Linked DNA regions of Macaca mulatta: region 2 is linked to region 1. The links are chromatin contacts, called in public Hi-C maps. All regions are on one chromosome and are shown on one strand. The core of a region is the stretch at or near the end of the contact, and the rest is flanking DNA. Distances in the headings are between cores, read along the strand shown.

What was found. Hi-C and Micro-C count contacts between places; a contact is called where the count stands out from the background.
Region 2: a Hi-C map of liver shows a contact between it and region 1, with 2.1 times the contacts expected there. The contact joins the promoter of ATPAF1 here to the promoter of EFCAB14 in region 1. A contact is called at or near these places in 2 of 14 Hi-C or Micro-C datasets (cortical neurons and liver).

The regions. Positions count from the first base shown.
Region 1 is chr1:193,872,212-193,877,961 of T2T-MMU8v2.0, reverse strand. EFCAB14 (EF-hand calcium binding domain 14) reads right to left here and starts at 3,542. Exons shown (of 10, transcript XM_015138873.3): 1 at 2,316-3,542; 2 at 702-850. The coding sequence starts at 2,500.
Region 2 is chr1:193,919,947-193,925,813 of T2T-MMU8v2.0, reverse strand. It overlaps ATPAF1 (ATP synthase mitochondrial F1 complex assembly factor 1), which reads right to left and starts at 2,405. Exons shown (of 12, transcript XR_013402370.1): 1 at 1,848-2,405. TEX38 (testis expressed 38) reads left to right here and starts at 2,253. Exons shown (of 2, transcript XM_028834133.2): 1 at 2,253-4,171. The coding sequence starts at 4,141.

The DNA of each region.
Region 1 (5,750 bases), core at 2,293-4,792:
AATGGCCCTGTGAGGTAGAAGGAATAGCTCAGTGTTGTCATTGTCACTTTATACTCGGGGAGATGCAAGCTATAAGTAGAGGTTAAACGAAGTTCTAGACTCCTATCCTGGGGGTAGGAGTCTCTTGCCTTCTGCACGCTAAGCATTTACTGCAATGCCATTATTTCAGATATTACTTCTCCTGCTGGTGCATAAGCACTGCCTTTTATTTGTGAGTTTAAAAACAAATAAGTATTACAACATTCAAGCAGACAGCTCAAAAAGAGTATAAAAATACTGAGAGGAATGTATAATTGCTTCACTAGAATGAGCAAAACTCTTCATTCAGCATGGTTGACTTTGTCCCAGAACCTGGAAAGGAGTCCAAGATGACACCCTGAAGAGAGTGACCACTGCCGGTCATGGTGGCTCACGCCTGTAATCCTAGCACTTTGGGAGGCCGAGGTGGGTGGACCAACTGAGGTCAGGAGTTTGAGACCAGCCTGGCCAACATGGTGAAACTCTGTCTCTACTAAAAATACAAAACAATTAGCTGGGCGTGGTGGCATACACCTGTAATCCCAGTTACTCAGAAGGCTGACCACAAGAATCACTTGAACCTGCAGTGAGCCGAGATTGTACCACTGTACTCCAGCCTGGGCAACAGAGCAAGACCCTGTCTCAAAAAAAGAAAAAAGAAAAAAAAAGGAGTAACCACTTACTTGTTCGAAATTTTTCCTTGAGGGCATCCAGATCCTCCTTGAGAGCAACCTGCATCCATACCAAGCCAACACAGGCCACAACACAGGCAGCAAGGATGACAAAACCACAGAGCGGATAACAGATCTTGCAGCATCGTAAATAGTCTCCCCTGCTCAAGAGAACAAATTCAACCATGAGTACAGAAGTGATTATGGGGTATAGCTTCATTAGAAATAGTACACGTTTTGCCATGCAATTATCTCCTCTAAATGAATAACCAGTGAATTAACCAGGGAAGGTAGGGTAAAGCACTTAAATGAATAAATAATACGACCTATTAAGGGTTCATCTACTAGGTACAAAAGTTTCAAACGTCACATAAAACAGAGGGAACTCCTGCAGGTAAAAGGAAGATCGTAAAGGCACTGCAGCTGTCATCATCAGGAGAGAGGTCTTTGAATACAAGCTCAGGTCACAAAAGTGTAAAGATCAATGTTTCTCTGCAATTCCATCTCTGCACTGTAATTTCCCTATTGATTTCTCTCTCTCAAATGCATACTCACTCACTCCGGGGAATCTTGTTTCAGTTTCCTGAAACTTTATAAACTTTTGAGCAAGTTTTACTGCAAAAGAAATGAAAGAAACAGGATCTGTAGTTTTAAGTGGACACCTGGTGTATTCTAGCTTATTGGCTCAGAAGTAAGGAAACACAGAAGGGGCTAGATTTCACACAAAACATCAACCAACTTTCAAGGTCTAAACTAACCTAGCAGGGTAACTACTCCAGGTATCTTCTGATGAAGGTAACACTTCATCAGACCTTCATAACCCAAACCCAGGATTGCCCTTAACAGCCTAAGTTGACAAAGCTCATTAGAAATCAAACTCTTCCTTTAACAAAACAAGACATTTTAAACCAACCAACCACTCAATGTCAGCATCCTGACCTTCTGCCTAGCCATTGTTTACACATCTTCAGCAGAATCCTCTTTTCTTTTAGTGTGCGCCCAGAGAGTCCAAGGGCGTTTTTAAAGTTCGCTTTGGTCCTTTCCCACCCTGAGCCCCATTCCCAATGTTCTCAAATCTTACTACTTGATTTGCCTAGTGGTCTCTACACCTATGAATGACGAGGGAAAATGATGCCTCTTCTTTTGCCCCCTCACCCCACCTACTCTCAAGGCTCCTACTTCCTACTATATCTCTCACCATATTTCCCCATCACCAATATTCAGAATCATCAAGAGTGCAAAAACGAAATAATTTGCAGTCTTAAAGTCTCTGTTTCTCCTTCGTTCTACACTGTTTCAAAAGGTCTAGTCTCCAAAGCTTCTCTGCTCCTCTGTCTCCATTCTTCGCTTCTTTAGGACTCCCTGGGCTCTTGGCACATTCTCCCAACTCCATATTTCCACCTCGGATTTGGAGATTTTCTTTCTACACCTAAAGACAGGTCTCTAACTTATTCTTCATTCAGGATCTGAACTTACCTTTTCCCTAAAACCGTTTTTCCCTCTTTGACTTCCAAGGTCTACACCCTTTTTTCTTCCTAAGGAATTCCTTTCTCCTTCCTGTCAATGTGGCCCCTTGGTAGTGCAAGGAGATGCCTTCTTCCCATTCCACCTTTCACCACTACTCACTTGGCAAAGCGAGAGCGATTTCCAACCACACCGAATTCCTCTTCCTCTTCGGAGCTGGACTCAGAGTCTGAGTCGGGAGGCTCAGTGCGAAGCAGGCGGTGACTGCTTGGGCCTTTCTTGGGCTTCTTTCTCCGGCTGTCCCCAGCCAAACCAATCAGTGCATTGAGCTCTTTGCGCTTTTTCATCTTTTTGTGTGGGGTAAGTGGAGCCCCGACTCCTGAGCTGCCAGGTTCGTACCCGACGCCCAATTCTCTTCCTGCCTTGGAGCTGCCTTCCAGGGTTGGAGATCCTGGGCCAGAGCCCCCTGGTCACTCCCACCTAGGGGTGGGACTGACCAGATCCGCCAGGGACTGGAGATTGGAGCCCAGAGGAAACTGGAACTCAGATGGGTGGGGGAAATCACATAGAAATGGCCAAGGAGCTGGTGACCCCAAAGGATAAGGCCTTGGACGCAGAGTGTTAGTACAGGGTGGAAAGGGGCCTTTATCTTCCACAGGGCGAAAAAAAGCCAAGTCAAAAATGAAGGATTCTCAGCCCGGATAAGTAGGCAATACTTCTAAGAGTGCTCCAGGAGCTGAGGAAGGGCACGCTTAAAATAGGTGTTTTGTACCTCCGGGGGAGGATTTCCAACGGAGAGGGAAGAGAAACTTGTTCTTGAATGGGAAGAGAGCGGGGAGGTGCAGAGCAAGAACGTGGGAACGCGTCAGTCCCTTCCTGGCAGGACAGGTGGCGGCAGGAGGCGGCTCCCAGCAGTTACAATCCCAACACTGCTTGGCCGCAGAGAAAATGCCCGGCCCAGGAAGCCGGCTGGGGTGTGTGATGATCACCGTTCTCCGGCCTCCGTCCTGAACGTGAAGGAGGCCCGAGGCCGAGGAAGATCCGGATCCCGGCTCGAAGGGTCGGCCTGAGAGAAGCCAGTCCCGCGCCTGCTAGACCCCCGCCCCGCTGTCTGGGCCTTGGGGACACGGTGCCGCGGGCTACGGCGGCTTGGCCGACAGAAAGCGCTCCCGCCCGTAGTTTGAGGTCTCCGGCACGGGCAACTCTCGGCCACTCACACGCGCAGGCCCCACTCCAGCCGCGACTCCGGCCCCTGCTCCGGCTTCGGCCGCGGCTGCTCCCGACACTTTGTTGTTGGTGTTGGTGGCGGCGGCGGCGGCGGCCGCGGGCTCCAGACCCGGGCCATCGCTCCAGCCCCAGATGACTTCCCCTTTGGCAGCGGCCACCGGCACCGCCTGCCAGTAAGCCGTGCTCCCATTGGTCGCCCGCCTGGGTGACGTCACGCCGGGGCGAAAGTCGAGGCGGAGAGGTGGGGTGTTAAAGGGGCCCTGCCCCTGCTGGGGCTGGGTCCCACCCTCCGGTTAGGGTGGCCCCGCCCCCAGGAGGGCTTCCGGGACCTGCTGCTCCTCTGAGCCGGGTGGAGTTCTGCATCCTGCGGAGCGCGGGCGGGGCAGGCAAAGTACCCAGCTGCTCGACCTACCTGGAAAGTTTATCAGCCGCCCAGGCACCCAGTTGTGAACTGGACTAACCAAGTCTGAAGGCTCCGCCCCTCTGACTCTCACACAGGCTATTAAAAGTTTAGGCGCGTTTCAGATTAATGAACACATTCATTCAGTCAATAAATATTTATTGAGAGCTTACTTACTACGTGTCAGGAGCTGTTCTAGCGCTGGGGATACAGCCATGAACAAAATAACCAGGGTGCTTGTCTTCCTGTGTAGGGTTGCCAGATTTAGCAAATGAAAATGTAGGACACCCAGTAAAGTTTGAATTTCAGATAAACAGCAAACAATTTTTTAGCGTTAAGACGTCCCATGCAACATCTAGGACATCCTCATACTAAAAAATTATTCATTGTGTATGTGAAATGCAAGTTTAGCTGAGCATCCTGTATCTTATCTGCCAATCTATTCCTGCAGTTTATTTATACTCTAGTGGGAGGAGAGCAACAATAGGCAAGCATGTTAAATGTCAGGAGGTTATAAGTGTTATTAGGAAAATTGAAACACGGTCAGGTGATGGGGAGTGCCTCTGTGAAAAGGGAACATTCAGCGAGATTATCAGAGGAGGTGAGGGAGTGAGCTGTGCAGTGTTTGCAGGAAGGAGTGACCAGGAAGACCTGTTGTGGCTGGACCAGAAGAGCAAGGAACAGAGTGATAGGAAATGAGGTCAGAGAAGCATGAGAGGCCAAAGCTTTAGGGCCTTATGGATCACTGAAAGGACTTTGGGAAAGCACTGGGGGCTTTAAGCTAAGAGGTGGCATACTCTGGCTTTTCCGTTTAAAAAAAAATCACTCTGGGCCGGGCGTGGTGGCTCACGCCTATAATCCCAGCATTTTGGGAGGCTGAGGCGGGCAGATCGTGAGGTCAGGGGATGGAGACTATCCTGGCCAATATGGTGAAACCTTGTCTCTACTGAAAATACAAAAATCAGCTGGGCGTGGTGGTGTGCGCTTTTAATCCCAGCTACTTGGGAGGCTGAGGCAGGGGTTCAACTGGCTTGAACCCCGGGAGGCGGAGGTTGCAAGGAGCCGAGATTGTGCCACTGCACTTCAGTCTGGTGACAGAGCGAGACTCCGTGTCAAAAAAATAAAATAAAATAAAATAAAAATAAAAAGAAGAAAAAAAATCACTCTGGCTACTTTGTAGAAAAAAGTAGGAGAGAGTGAGGAACACAGGAGAGCAGTTTGTTACAGTCCAACTAGAGATGATGCGGATAGATTAGAGAGGCAGTAGCAGAGATGGAGAGCATTCTAGATGCTTCCTGAAGACAGAACTGACAATTTTTGCTGATAGATTAGATGAAAGGTGTGAAGAGAAGAGAGGGTTTGGAGGTGGAAACACTGGAAGCAGGGAATTGTTATTTATTGAGATGGGGAAGAGCAGGTTTGGGATAAGTTTGAGAAGCCAATTCAATATTCAAATAGAGGCTGTTTGGTATACCCATTGAGAGTTCTCTGGGCACAGGTTGGGGCCTGAAGTATCAATTGGGAAGTCATCAGATATAAATGGAATTTAAAGCAAAGTGCTTTGAGCTACTTGGAAGAAAGTCACTTAAGATAATTTTTATGCCTATATTCTTATTGTGGCAAGTACACTGCTTTTGTTTAAGGATTCTTGCAAAGCCTGGGCCTGTGTCTGATTTGTTTTTAAGTGTCTAGCCCAGAAGTATGCTCCTAAATAACAATGACCCAATAGATATGTGATGACTACGTAAGTGGGCAGTGTTGCAAAGAGGTATGAGTGCAATTTTGGAATCAAAATCAAGAAACCTGCGACTCAGTCATGTCTCTACTTCTTCCTGGCTCCATCAGCATGGAAGCCGTTTAGTTTCTCTGAGCTTCAGTGTTCTCCTCTGTAAAATGGGATAAACACCTATTTCACAGGACAATGAGATGACTGTGAAAGTGTTTTTGAAGCCCCAAGTCATGGTGTATTG
Region 2 (5,867 bases), core at 1,156-3,655, 49 kb before region 1:
TAGGTGGCCCCTTCTTCCATAAAATTCCTTTCTGGAGGTGACATAAAACACCACTGCCTTCACTGTCATGTAGATGGGCTGTTTCTCTTCTCTCTGTAGTGGGCCAGCTCCTCCTCAATAAAGAGCCACACCAGGGGTTTCTGCTTAGTAGGGCATGGCACCTGCCTGGCCAGAGCTGCAAGCAGCCCTGGGGGCTGTACCAGGACCAGGGTCAACCCTGCTAGTGGCCACAGCTGCAACTGGGCCTGCCATAGTGAAGAGGTAAAGAGGGCAAGGCACAGCCTGGGCAGTGAAGCTCTTGCTGGGATCTGAGGATATAGAAATAAATAAGTCAGACTCCCTACCTCAAGGAGCTCACTATCTAGTGGGAGAGACAGGCATAAAAGTAAACAAATTAAAGTGCAACAGGTATTATGATGAAAATTTGCTCAAACATCCCCAAATGTTAAGGTGGGTTCATGCCTCTGTACCTTTGTTTATGCTGCTGCTCCCCTTACCTGGAACATCCCCTCCTCTCCATTTTTTTTCAAAGGAAGTTTGCTAATAGATAAAGCTAGAGAGAGACTGGCAGGGACTAGGGTGCGAGGAACTTGTGTGGAACATTAAGGAGTTTGGATGTTATTTAGAGGTCAGTGGGGGATAACAGTATGTATATGGGAATGTTGATGGGAATGATCCAGTAGGAAAGGAGGGCAAAACCAGTTATTCATTTGTTCATGAGTGGGTAAGAATGAATGGATGCTGATAAAGTATTCAAAGTATGAGTAGACAACTCTTCAGAGATGCTTGTGTGTAAAAGAGATCAAATACAGATCAATGAGAGAAGCTCGTTGGGGAATGTACATCAAGGAAAGGTTTTTAAGATGACAAATACTTGAGACTATCTCAATGCTGCTGGAAGGAGAGCAAGAATACTCATTCATTTACTGCATAACTGTTTCAAATGGCAAGAAAGATCACTATAGTAGCAGTGAGAGGAACTGGGGTAAAGGGGTCCAGGAATGGAAGTAGGGAACACTAGAGGATAATGGCAACAGCCCAAGTGACGATGATGGAGTAAATTAAGGCAGTGGAAGTAGAGACGGGACAGAACTCAAAGAATTTACCGTACTCTTTGGTTTCCTTTCATAACTCTTTGGTTTCCTTCTTACCCTGCTAAATTCTCTCCCAAGCCCCTTTAATTTTCACCTCTGTTCTCCTTTAGCTCTTCCCGCTTGAACTCTTCAGACTCTCCTATAGCCCCTCACATGCACCTCAAGCCCCTCTAAGCTCCAGGGCCTTCCCTCTGGAAGCTAAGGGGTGGTGTTAGGGACCCTGGACTCAGAGTCAGACAAATCCCAAAGAGCTGTGTGACCTTTGGCAAGTCTCCTACTCTCGCTGATCCTCAGTCCCCTTATCTTAAGAGGGTTCAATGGGTGATCCGACTGTGACACTACTAGTCTTTGATGCCCTCCTCCTATCCCCAATCGCCTTTCCTTGCAGACAAGGGCCTCAGCTGTCTTAATATGTGACCTTGAGCAAGTCAAGTCCCTTCTCTAGAAGGCGTTTTCCCATTTCTATAATGAGGACAGGTGTCTGAGCTGCCTGCCTCAGGGCTGTCATAAGAGTCTACCTTAGCGTTTGGAGAACCAAAACACAGACAAAGCCAGGGCTTTGCAGACTCCCAGCTCTGACACCAACTAGCTGTGTGATCTTGGGCAAGTGACCTAGCCACGTGGAGCCTGGCTACATCATCTGAAGAGTGGGGACAGTACCAGTGCCCACCTCACAGGGCTGTCCTAAGGCCCAGCAGCCCGGGCCGCCCCTCCTCCCGCCTCCTGCCCGCTCCAGCCAGCCGGGGCCCGCACCTGCGCAGCTGCTGGATCTTGTCGCGGTAGCGGTCGTAGAAAGGGTTGGCCTGGAGCTCGGCCTCGGCCCCGACCCCGCTGCAGTCGGCGCCCCGCTCGGGCCGGCCGGAGCCGCGGCGCACTGGGAACACGCGCAGCTGCGCGGGTGACACAAGCCCCAGGCCCAGGGCGCGGCTGCGCACCGCGCACAGGCCCCGGTAGAGACCGGCCACCTGCAGGACCGCCGGTCCCGCGCCACCTGCAGCCGCCACCACCACAGCAGCCATGGCCGCCCCCGCCTCCTCCTCCTCAGGCGCGTCGGCCTCGGCCCGCGGCCCGCGCGCCCGCTCCATCCCGCTCCGAGTGCGCCGCGCCCGCGCTCCGGCACCGAGGTTCCGCGCGCCCAACGTTCCGGGCGCAGGAGAGCGGCTAGGCGGGGCGGGAAGGAGGGGGCGCGCCGCTCTGGCCCCGGCACTGCGCGCTCTCGCCGCCCTGTGTAAGCCACGGCCCGCCTCCTGCAGGGAGGCTGCCCAAATTCAACGCCCTTCCTCCCTCTGGGACCAGCAGCCTCTGCGCGCCAAGTCCGCTCTCTAAAGCCAGCGGACCTCCGGGTCCTGGCGGTGCTTGCCCCTGGCACTTGCTGTAGTGCCCGGTACTCGCTGTAGTAGTCCGTCCTTCAGCATCGAAGGTCCTTAACCAACTGTAATCACAGCAGCAAGCTTCTCTTTACTGAGGTTGCTATGTGCAGGACACTGATCGGCTTCATACTCTGTGTGGCAGGTATTATCTTCATCTAACAAATCAGGAAACCGAGGCCGAGAGTAATTATGTGACTTGTTCAAGTTCTACCCGAGAGCTGAGCTCTTTTCAAGATGACAGCTGCCTCTTAAGCCTCCTTTTCCTCTGCTTCCTGACATCCTCCTTGAACTCCAGCCACACTGACCTATTCTCTCCCAAAGAAACACCAGGATTACTCCTTGAAGAGTCCTTATTCAGGCCCTTTTTGACCCCTGGAATCCTCTCTCTTTCCATTCTCTCAACCCAAATGCCACAATCTTCCTTACCGTGTGAACCAGGTGCGAGGTCCTGGGGTCAGGGATAGTGACATCAACATCTCTGTGTCCCACCTGCTCACAGAACGGGGCCAGTCCTGGAGTGGGCTCTCTGGGACAGTACTCATCATCAGGTCCTTCTTGTCTGGGTTTTGTCGGATTGAAACCCTTCCTGGGACAAGGGCAGAGCCTTCAACTCTGCTCAATCCAACCTATGCTCATGGAGATCAGCCCTGAGCCCTGCCCTGTGCGACGAACAGTGTAATGGAAGATGAGTAAGTCCTTCAAGTATGCCAGCCCATACCTGGCTCACACTCCTCACACTTACTGTTTTCTCTGTGGATTTGCATGTGGCTGCCTCCTCATCATCTAAGGGCTCAGTTCACATGTAAGCACCTTCAAGGGACCTAAATGACAAAACCCCCATCTCTTTATAGTCTTTATCCCATTGCTCTGTTTCATTCTCTTTATAGCAGTTATCATTATCTGAAGTTCTTAGATCCTTGTTTATATTAATTCATTGAGCTTACATTCTGGAGGAGTGAAACAGACAATAAATAAACATATAATGTTAGGTGATGCTACATGCTGTGCTGAAAAACAGCAGGCTAAGAGAGAGTGAGATAAGGGGGCACTTGAGCAGAGACCTGAAGGTAATGTGGGAATGCGGGGGGAGGAGCCTTCCAGGTAGAGGAACAGCAAGTGCAAAGGCCCTGATGAGGAGGTTATTGAGTCTGAATGAGTGAGGGCACAGCGGTAGAAATGAGACCAAGAAGGTATAGGGAGGGTTAGTTAGATTGCTCATGCCTTGGTTAAGGACTTTGATTTTAAATCTAATGAGATCGGAAGTTACTATATGTTTTAAGCAGCGGAGCAACATGATCCTTTTTAAAAGGATCATGCTGGCTGCTGGTGGAATTTAGGGTATGTGGAGGCAAGGATGGAAACTCTCCCAAGGGTGACTAATTTGTCCTAGTTTGCCTAGGACTTTCTTGGCTCTAGCATTGAAAGCCCCATGTCCTGAGAACCACCCCAGTCTTGGGCAAACCAGGATGTTGGTCACCCTACAGGGAGAACAGTAATCTAAGTGAGAGATGGTGGTACTTGGACTAAAGTGAGAAAGAAAAAAGTGGCCAGATTTTGGTTGTATTTTGAAATAAAAGCCTACAGATCTTGCTGGTGGAGTCAGTGTGGGTGTGACAGAATGAAAGGAGTCAAGGATGACTTGCAGGTTTTTGGCCTGAACAACTCGAAGGACAGAGATGCTACTTATGAAGAGGAGGAAGGCTGTAGGTAAAGTAGACTTTGGAGGATGGATAATCAGAGTTTGGTTTTGGACATACTGGTTTGGGATAATTTAACAGACTGGCAAGGAGGGATGTCAACCAAGTATTTGGGTATGAGTCTAAAAGTTCTGAGGAGCATTCCAGGCTGGAGAGATACAGTTGTATGCTGTCAGTGTATAGTGATATTTAAAGCCAGGGGTCTGGGTGAGATAACTGATGGAATGAATGTAGATAGAGCACTAAGAACTGAGCCCTAGACATGCCTATATTTAGCAATCAGGGGAAAAGGGGGAAACCAGCAAAGGAGAATGATAAGTAGGGGCCAGTGATATAGGAGGAGAGCAAGGGTAAGTGGATCCTGGAGAGAATTCTGTGCTGAATAGTTCCCTAAGTCACACACTGGAGGACTATAAAGAGGGGAGTCATTAAAATGGTGCCAAGAAGCTGAGCTACAAGCAGTGGTGCAACCTACTGGGAAGGCTGACTTAAGCTTAATTAGGGAAGGGCTTTCTAACTGAGCTGCCCATAAATGCATCAAGCTGCTTCAGGAGGTGGTGAGCAAGTTCCTGACTCAAGTGAGTACTGAGTCCAAGGGGATTAGTTGCTGTGTAGGGAAAAATCTACCCCCAGGAGTCAAGCATGGTCCTGATGGTAGGACCAGATGGTGTGAGATGAACTAGACAACTCTCAAAGTTCCTTCAAATGGGAGATGATATGATTCTGGGCAGTTTGTCACAGAGTAGGGGAGCTGAGCTGAGTCCTGAAGGATGAGTAGGTGTTCAGTGGTGGGAAAGTAGGCAGGGGCACTCCTGGGTGAAGGAGCAGCATGAGCACACCTCCAGAGATGTGAATGAGCAGGGTCTGTTCAGGAGTATGGACTAGGCAGAAGGGAAAGGTGTGTGGAGGATGAGGAGGGAAGTAAGGCTAGCAGGAGATGCAGGCCAGATGGTGGGGAGCCTCACAGGGCCTGGTGCCTGGGAAACACTTGTCAGCACTTGAAGGAAGGTAACTAAATAAAAGACAGTTTGTTGGAGCCAAAGAAGGAGGTATTGACCACTTGGTTCCCTTGAGCAGGTTTTTCCTGCAACTTGGTTAGGTACTTTTTGAGAACAGGGCTGCCCAATGCTGTGTGTTCCTTGTTACATTCCTCACTGGGGACAGGTATCCCATCAACTGTTCCCTAAAGATCAGCAACATCAGTAAATCCCTGAGGGATGATGGCCCTTTCCTGGGGTCTGCTCTGTGGGTTCACCATAAGGGGTAGGGGCAGACAATTCAATAGGTGAACCAGTCTCTGATAGAAGTAGTAGAGACAATCCACCCAAAAAATGCCACTGGATGATGTTCCCTCCTTCCATTAACCCAGGACCACTTCACAAGCACTACCCCTAGAATGCCCAATGCTCAGAACCCAGTGACCTCTCCTTTAGAGAACAAAGGGCCTGGGCATTCTGGAGACTCTGACTGGCTGGGCAGATAGGCTGACTGGCTGGGCAGATGGGTGGGTGAGTTCCCTCTCCCCAGAGCCATCGGCCAGGTACCAAAGCTCAACCATATGGATTCCCAACAGGAGGACCTGCGCTTCCCTGGGAGTAAGTGCTCCTCCAGTCCCTGTCACTGGACTTGTGCCTTAGGGCTTGGGGACAAACACTTTGCATGGATGGGACAGTGCCTGGCTGCATGGAAGAGAGCTAAGCAGTTAG